2 separate regions of the Cricetulus griseus genome follow, and region 1 is linked to region 2. The links are chromatin contacts, called in public Hi-C maps. All regions are on one chromosome and are shown on one strand. The core of a region is the stretch at or near the end of the contact, and the rest is flanking DNA. Distances in the headings are between cores, read along the strand shown. Region 1 holds the start of Babam2 (BRISC and BRCA1-A complex member 2). Region 2 holds the start of Fosl2 (fos-related antigen 2).

Region 1 (3,972 bases), core at 324-2,823, 430 kb before region 2:
GGCAAAGGTAGGCAAGTCTCAGTGAGTTCCAGGACAGCTGGGACCACACAGAGAAACCCCATCTCAAAAAATAAAATTACTTTTGTTGTAATTTCATAACTGTAATTTTGCTACTGTTACAAATTGTAATGTAAATACCCAATATTCTGACCCCCAAAGGGTCACGACCCACAGGTTGAGAACCACTGTCCTAAGCCATCTTGATGACCCTGATGACAATTTATAAATGTTTTTGGCAAGTTTAAGTCGAATAAATGAAGACCCAGGAGCTATTTTTTAAAGTAGATATAGGTAGTTTGCTGCAAGGATTTGGTTACTTTGATTACACCAAGGCCTTATTTCAAGGTTCTCTGTTATCATTTGGAAAAAGATTTAGGGACAGATGAGGTCTTAATCGTTGCATACTTAATCATTTAAAAATGATATTAAGTTGCATTGTATTAGAAATGTGGTCATTAACATAAACAGAATTGGAGTGGTATGGACCTTCTTGGAATTATTTTTCTACAACATGTATACTTTTATGCTTAAAAAGCTGTTTTCATAAAAACAATGATGACAAATCAGAAGGAAATCTCTTACAATCTAACTCAACTATTTTCATTTAGCATATTTTTCATCACTATCCGATCATAGTTTTTTTTAGTAGTTACAATTCTTATGTGTGGTGTTTTTTGTTTTGGACTCACACTTGGGTTTACCACAAGGTTGACCCACGGCTCATTTCTACATAAAACTGTAAACACGAAACACTGCAGGAATGCCAACAATCGACAGAGTGAAAAGGTGTGTGTGCCTTTTTGCCTCGACGCCTTATTTCACATGTGTTCAAATCGAGTAATGCCCAGTTGGGGGTGGTTGTCCTCACAACCCTGTAGGGTAGGTGCATTCTCAGAGGTTAAAATGTCACCGGGCAGCGTAGCCAAAAACCAGGTTCAGGTGTTTGGGGAGGGGTGGGGGTGTCTTTCGGCATCAGAGCTTTCACGGAGCGGCGCCCCGTCCCTTCCTTCCCGTGTCCTCAGGTGTCCACGTCAGGAGTGGCGCTGTGGACACCTGAAGCTCACAGCAAAGCTCCACGGTGGGTGCCCACAGACCCGAGGCCCGGGGTCGCCCTCCCGAGACCCTGCGCTGCGGCCCCGCACTAACCTCACCAGGTCGGTCATGCAGGAACCCACCACCACCACCGCCGCCGCCGCCACCTCCTCCTGCCACGGCCTCCCGGGCTCCCCGGACGCCGCCATTACTACCTCGCTCGACCCGGACGCTGCCCTTTGCCCTTTGCCTGACCCCGCCACCAGAGACGTCGCTCCTTCCTCCCTCACGCCGCGGCCGTCCCCCTCGCCTGCTCGGGTCGCCCACCCGAATGCCCGTGAAACCGCCCGGGCCTCCGGCGGCTCCCGGCTCTTTAGGACCCACGTTCCCGCCCCGCCTCACAGCACAGGGCTCGGCCGCCACGGCGAGAGTCGGCGTCGCTCGCCCGACCCGAGGCCGGAGCCGCGGGGAAGCTTCAGGCGCTACCCGGCCGCCTTCCTTAGCTTCCGGCTGGGCTCGGCGCGGGCACGCGCACGCCCGCCCGGCTCCGGAGGGGGCGGGACGTCCGGGGGAGCGCGCACGCATCCGGCCCGCGGTTCGCGCGCAGGTCGGTGCGTCGGTCGGGGGCGCGCTCGGGTAACCTGTACCCCGTCTAGTCGCCGGTTACTGATCGGACTAAGTTCCAGGTACCTGGACCCGGGCTGGTGCGGGGAGGTTGGATCTCAGTCGCACAGGTGGCGCCGAGAGCCATGTTTGAGTATGGCCAGAGCGCTTGCCTCTTCCTCAAGAGAAGGCCCGCGTCCCAAAGATGCCCTGCTCGCTCCCAGCACGCGGATCCCCTCAAGAACCAGCCCCCAAGACCCGGGGCTGCTCTCTCTCCCCACGTGCCTTGCTCACTCCCGGCCCCTGAAGAAGCCTGCTTCCTTTGCGCTAGATGGGGGGAATCATACAGTTTGGGAGAAAGGGTTGGATCTCTTTAGGTTTTCCTCAGAATGGGTGGCCATTCTTCGGATCTGAACCGGCTCGCTCTCCCCGTCCCTCCCCGCTGTTGCCCAGTTGGAGAAATGGCTCCCCCACAGTAACTTCCCTCGTGCGCCATATGACGCGAACGTGATGCAGCAGGCGGCCACCCCTTTCCGTTCCATGACGTCAACGGGGCACATGTTTCCGTGTTTGTCATCCTCCTAATAGCAAGAGCCGGATCGGTGCTTTTTACGTCTTTGTACTCCCCAGATAGCCAGCCCACCAAAAGACCTCATGTGACCTTACCTTGCGGCAGCAGATTTCTATAAAAGTATATATTTGCATTTTTCCTTCTGCAATACGTCAAAATCAGGAAATACAAATTGCAAAGCAAACATTCATGAAAGACTGGCCACCAAAAATTTCTGCCCTTCGGGGATCCGTTATAATGTGCTATGTGTAAAAGAGGGTGTGTGTGTGTGTGTGTGTGTGTGTGTGTGTGTGTGGTATTTCCAACCTGTATCTCTGCATATTGTACCAAAGGTCCATCATTTTTTTTTGTTGTTTTTTTGTTTTTCAAATTCCTCATTTTGGAGTCAGTATAGTTTTCCTTCTTTATTAGAGAATTTATACTTCACAACTGAAACATATTTAATCTGCACAAAACCTTTCACTGTCTAAAAACTGCATATGGCTGCTCTGGAAATAAAAGCAGAAATCCATTCCCTCGGGTATGATCCTAAAGTCTTGACACTTGCTGAAGTGGAAAGGGTTGTTATAATCACTAGCGTGGTTTGGCATCTGGAGTAGGTTTGTTTCTTTTGGCATTTAACTAGTGAATCATTCAGGCTAGCGTCGGCACTGGTCAGCAGTAGCCTAGCTGCTTTCTAGTGTACAAATTCATGACCATGTCTTCCTATTTGACAAAGTGTATGCTTTAAAAAAATCCACCCTGATGCTTTCTTTAGTGGCCAAGGAAGTTAGCAATAGTGGACTTTGAGAGAGGTCTGGATTTGAATTCTAGTCCTTATGTTGGCTCTGTGTGTGACATTGAGTAACTTTGTATTTATAAAATGGAAACAATAGTCAGTAAGAAACTACCTGGAGGGGTGATGGTGGTGGATAGCTGTACAGAAAGGTGAGTAACAGAGAGCTCATATGTGATGTTTAGAATGTGCTAGTTTTGTTTCTCTTTCTTAGAGAAAGATAAAATAGTGGGTACTGTGAGAAAAAAAAATTAGTCATCGTCATGAGCAGTCTTTCTGTTTGCTTCTACCAGATGACCACTTCTGTGCTTTGCATGTGATGTAAGTAAGCATCCCCTTCAGGAACTGTGACGTCGGTATTGGTAGGAATCAGGTGGAAGTGCTGCAGAATTTAGAAAGAAAAGTCTTCAAGGTGATAGTGTGGGTAGTATATTATTCAAAAAGCATTTACCCCTGTCGTCTGGAAGATACAGGTTGTAAATGGCAGCACGGCATATAGAAGTGCTTGATAAGTATTGAAGTGCCCTAAAATGTGTATTTTTTTTTTTTTTTATGTTAGACAGTACAGTTGAGGGAACATTTACTCTTGCCTTGGGATGGTGTATTAGAATGGTATGAGGAAGTCCATAGGACTTCCAAGGAGTTGGAAAAGATTCATTTGGAGACTAAAGTACACAGTATGCAGCTTAACCACTTCAGAAATATTTCTGGGTGGCATCATGGTATTTTTTTTGGAAAGATCTCTGTAGTCATTTCTTTATAACTATCTAAAATGATAAAACAAGTATTCAATTTAGCAGAGTTTGTAAGTCCCTATGTGCCATAGTGTGTAGAAACTAGAACCAGAACAGCAGGTACTCATAATTGTAACTGAGTGGAAATTAATTAGCTTTCAATGTGGGATTAACCTTTCAGATTGAGAAAGACAATGATCATTTGAATTGACTTATTCACCTCTAAAGTAGCAGCTTTCATTTAGAAGTCTATTAGG
Region 2 (4,020 bases), core at 1,226-3,725:
GCCTGCTGGTGGTTGGGCGCGCCCGGGACGGCGGAGGCCTTGGAGGAAGCTCCTGTTCTCCTTCCCCCTCTCCGCCCCCCCCCCCCAACCCCGCGTTACTGGAAGGACTGTGTGGGAGAGACCCAGAAGCACAGGATTATTGAGTGCGGGCTGGGGGAGGGCTGGACAGCCGGTGCGGCTCAAAGGAAAACCAAAAGTGCGTCTATTCGTGCTGCTGTGACATGCGGTTCCTCGGGGAGGCCCCTACGCACCCCTCAGTTGCTCACCCCCCTACCAAGATTTCTCTAGGGCGATCCAGGGCTTGCACAGCACAGGGCGAGGCGAGTGGGAAAGTGTCACGATTTTTCCTGGGCCCTGCCCCCGTCCCCACCCCCAGTTTTCTGGGGTATGCTGCTGCTGCTGAGGAAGGGCTGATCCGTTTTGCGTCAAAGGACTGCATTTACTCAGTCCTGCTGAGAGAGGCGCGTAAACACCCAGGCAGGCCAGGACGCAGGGATGAAGGGGAAAAAAAGCCAGGCACCCACGGCTGGTGCGTGTACGCCTGCCCCACACCCCAGTCGCGGGCCTGCAGAACTGCGCTCTGCTGGGAGAGCAGCTGCAGAAATGAGAGGAGTCTGGCCACCTCGACTCACCATGCGCACAAGTCCTTGGGGATGGAGCTCGGGACAGAATGTGTTTTATAACTGTAAACAATGACCCCGAGTATTGTTTGGGATTACCGTATCTTGGGGCCCTTGGGGCGGCCAGATGCCGCCAGCCATCCCGGAAACGCCAGAGCTTTATATAGAGCCCCGGGAAAGCTTCGAGTTCCCGACTCTTATTTTTCTTTCCTTAGTTACGCCCCCACTTCACAGATAAGGAAACTGAGGACTGGGACTGGGATGTGAAATAGCAGATGCATAGCGCTTCAAAATCCCCAGTGAACCCCCAACAACTCACCTTCCTAGTCACTCCTCAAAAAGATCTTTAGGATACAGATGTGCTGCCTAGGATGGTTAAAAACTGGGCGTAATTACTGGTTTGTAATCCCAGCACTCGGGAGGTGGAGGCTTATCTAAGACATATACGGAGTTCGGGGACAGCCTGTGCTACCTGAGCCTCAAAAGAAAGAGTTCCTCAACTCCTGGTACAACACTTAGCATGGTACCTTCTCTTAGGATGATTGGAAGTCCGGAGCAGACAAGAGCTTCAGAAGGTCGTCCGCTCCAAACCTTTCATTATACAGAAGGAAATTGAGACTGCAGACTCGCCCAAGATCTCACAGCTCGTAAATAGCATGGCCAGGCGTTCATACTCCAAGGCCTGCGCTCTTTACCCTGTGCACCACCCCGCCCAGCAAGGCGGGAAGAGCCAGGAGTCCGGCCACGCGTGCCCTGAACTTTGCTCCAAAACAGCTCAAGGCAACTTGGGGTACATCTCTCGGCCCCCCAGTTTGTTTGTTTGAACAGCTTGGTTTGCTTTTAAGGCCTGGTTGCTGCTATTAGATGCGACCAAATTGTCTAGCACAGGGGACTCCCGCAATGTCTCGCTAGCTAGTTTCATCTTCAATAGCACTTCTAGCAAATTAATTGGAAGGTCAAAATAAAAAACAAAAACAAACAAACAAACAAAAAACCCAAGAGCACACACATACAAAAGGGAAGCAGTGGGCAGCCAGGCTCCGAGGGGGAAATGGGCAGGCCAGCCCCGCCTGGCGGCGCCGTGCCGCACCCCGCCAAGACCCGGCCGCAGGGCGGCGCGGGTGCCCGGTGCGTCCAGGACGCCTGCTGTACCGGGCGGCGCCGCGGAGGGTGCGGACGACTGCGCACGGCCGCGCCCTCCCCGCGAGCGGCTCTGAGCGCCGGGCTCTGGGCCTCGCTGTGGCGCCGCACTGAGCCACCCGTCTCGGCTTCAGGGCTGCGATTGTTTTCTAAAACCCGGGGCCCGAGCCCGCGAGGCCGCTTTCGGGGCCCCGCCCCGCGCCCCTTTCTTTTGGGGTGGGGATGGTGGGTGCGCGCTTGGGAGCGGGCAAGGGAATCCCTCTCCCTCCACGTCACCCGAAAGCGAGGAAACCCGCACTCGCGTCCTCTAACGCAAATGACCATCTTTGGCAACGTGCGCCAATGGAACAGACCAAGGGCGCTGCGCCCCGGGGGGTGGAGGAGCTCGGCAAGAACTCAAGCGGCCTCGGCGCCCCCAAAGTGCCAGGGCCGCACGCTCCCACCCTCACCACCACCCGCCTTTCTTGCGCGGGGTGTGCGGCTGGCGTCAGCGTGACCGCGAGCAGGGCTGGGAGGGGAGCGCCGTGCCCGCCTCCTCCCCTCCCGCGCCTCTTCCTCCTCCTCCTCCTGGTCCCGGGCCTCCTCCCCCGCCGCCTCGAGAGCTCCTCCCAGCAAGGTGGAGTCTAGCGTTGACGTGAGTCGATCCACATGGTGCGGGGCTGGAGAATAAAGAGTGTGGAGTTGAACTCGTGCCATTGTAGTGACTCATCTCGGGCAGAACGCAGGGGCTTGAAGCGAGACAGCGAGCTGCGCTCGGCAGGGACTGAGAGAGAGAGAGAGAGAGAGAGAGAGAGAGAGCGAGAAAGGGGGAGAAAGAGAGAGAGGGAGGGCGAAGCGAGGCAAGACGCTCGAGGCCAGCTCGTCCTGGAGCGGACACCGGGTGCAGGTCACTGCGACGCGGAGCCACGTCCCTCTTAGCACTGCTCAGCCTGGAACCCCACGGGCACTGTCCCGCCGGCGCGATCCGGGCAGCTGGACAGGCGCTCACTGCCTTGTCCTAAGTCAAGTGTCCGAGTCGCCGGGAAACTCAGGCGGCGAGTTGGCCACAGGAAGTTTATTCTCGGGCTCCTTTTCTAAAAGGAGGAAACAGAAGTTTCTCCCAACCGGCAGCTTTTCTTTTTCGCCTTTTTGGCGCCCTGTGAGATTGGGGAGGGAGTCCCCCAGAGCTGCCAAGCAACACCCGCTGGGCTCCTAGTCTTTTTTGCGTTGCCCATTTTTGATCCAGCCCGTGGGTCCCGGCGGAGCTCCGGCTGCGCGCGGGGGCGGAAGGGCGCGCGCAGGGGAGGGACCGAGGGACGCGCCGACTTTTTAGAGGGAGGGACCCGGTGGACAGCCGGTTCCGCGGAGCTTGCAGAGCAGAAACGAAGTGCGGTGCGCGGCGATCGGGGGATCACTTCCCGAGTGTCGCCGCCTCCCTGTCTGCCTCGGTTGGGGGACAGCCCCGGAGCCAAGAGCCCAGCCCGCGGCGGGGCCGGTGGACCAGCGAGCGCGCAGCAGACTGCGCGGCCGCGGCGAGGGCGGGGAAGAAAACCACCCTGTTTCCTCTCCGGCCCCCACCGCGGATCATGTACCAGGATTATCCCGGGAACTTTGACACCTCGTCCCGGGGCAGCAGCGGCTCTCCTGCGCACGCCGAGTCCTACTCCAGCGGTGGCGGCGGCCAGCAGGTACGTGCGGGCCCGGGTGCACCTGGCGGCACCGGCTGACTCCTTGCCCTCTCCTCGCTCTCACTGCCTCCATCCCCAACCTCCGTCTTTACCCTTCCTTGGCTGGGCTAGAAAAATACTTAGGGGCCACCGTTGATAAGTTGTGGGGTTTTGTTCTGTTCCGCCCCACCCACCCCACCACTTTTTTTTTTTTTTTAAACAAGCGGAGAGTGGGCTTAAAGAGCCAATAACAACCCCCCTCTCCGGCTTCTCTCACTTTATTCCAGAAAAGCTTCTGGAATTGTTGGTCCCCTCTTGGAAGCCTGTTGCCTCCTTCCGAACGCTCTCCCCTCCTTTTCCACCTTCCCCTTTCTCGGTGGTGGATAGACAAGGAAATCTTTGCGCCTCCTAAGTCCCCTCCCAATCGTCAAAGACCATACAACGAAGGCCTTTTAGCCTTTCCTTTTTCTGTTTTCCTTCGGTCTTAGCAGCTTTCTGAAATGGGTTGGGGACTCAGAAATACGGTTGGGCTCCTTCAAGTGATCCGGAGGGAGGGCTAGGGTTGCCTCTGGGAATCAGGTGCGAAGGTCAGGAAGGAAGAAGCTGGCTTTGAT

What was found. A called contact is a pair of places that touch in the nucleus more often than the background predicts.
Region 1: a contact with region 2 is called in a Hi-C map of fibroblasts, with 5 times the contacts expected there. The contact joins the promoter of Babam2 here to the promoter of Fosl2 in region 2. A contact is called at or near these places in 4 of 8 Hi-C or Micro-C datasets (the CHL-YN cell line, the CHO-K1 cell line and fibroblasts).

Annotation. Positions count from the first base shown.
Region 1 is chr7:12,764,735-12,768,706 of CriGri-PICRH-1.0, reverse strand. It overlaps Babam2 (BRISC and BRCA1-A complex member 2), which reads left to right and starts at 1,573. Exons shown (of 12, transcript XM_027424426.2): 1 at 1,573-1,718. Rbks (ribokinase) reads right to left here and starts at 1,376. Exons shown (of 8, transcript XM_027424429.2): 1 at 1,147-1,376. The coding sequence starts at 1,241.
Region 2 is chr7:12,337,251-12,341,270 of CriGri-PICRH-1.0, reverse strand. It overlaps Fosl2 (fos-related antigen 2), which reads left to right and starts at 2,475. Exons shown (of 4, transcript XM_027424424.2): 1 at 2,475-3,427. The coding sequence starts at 3,326.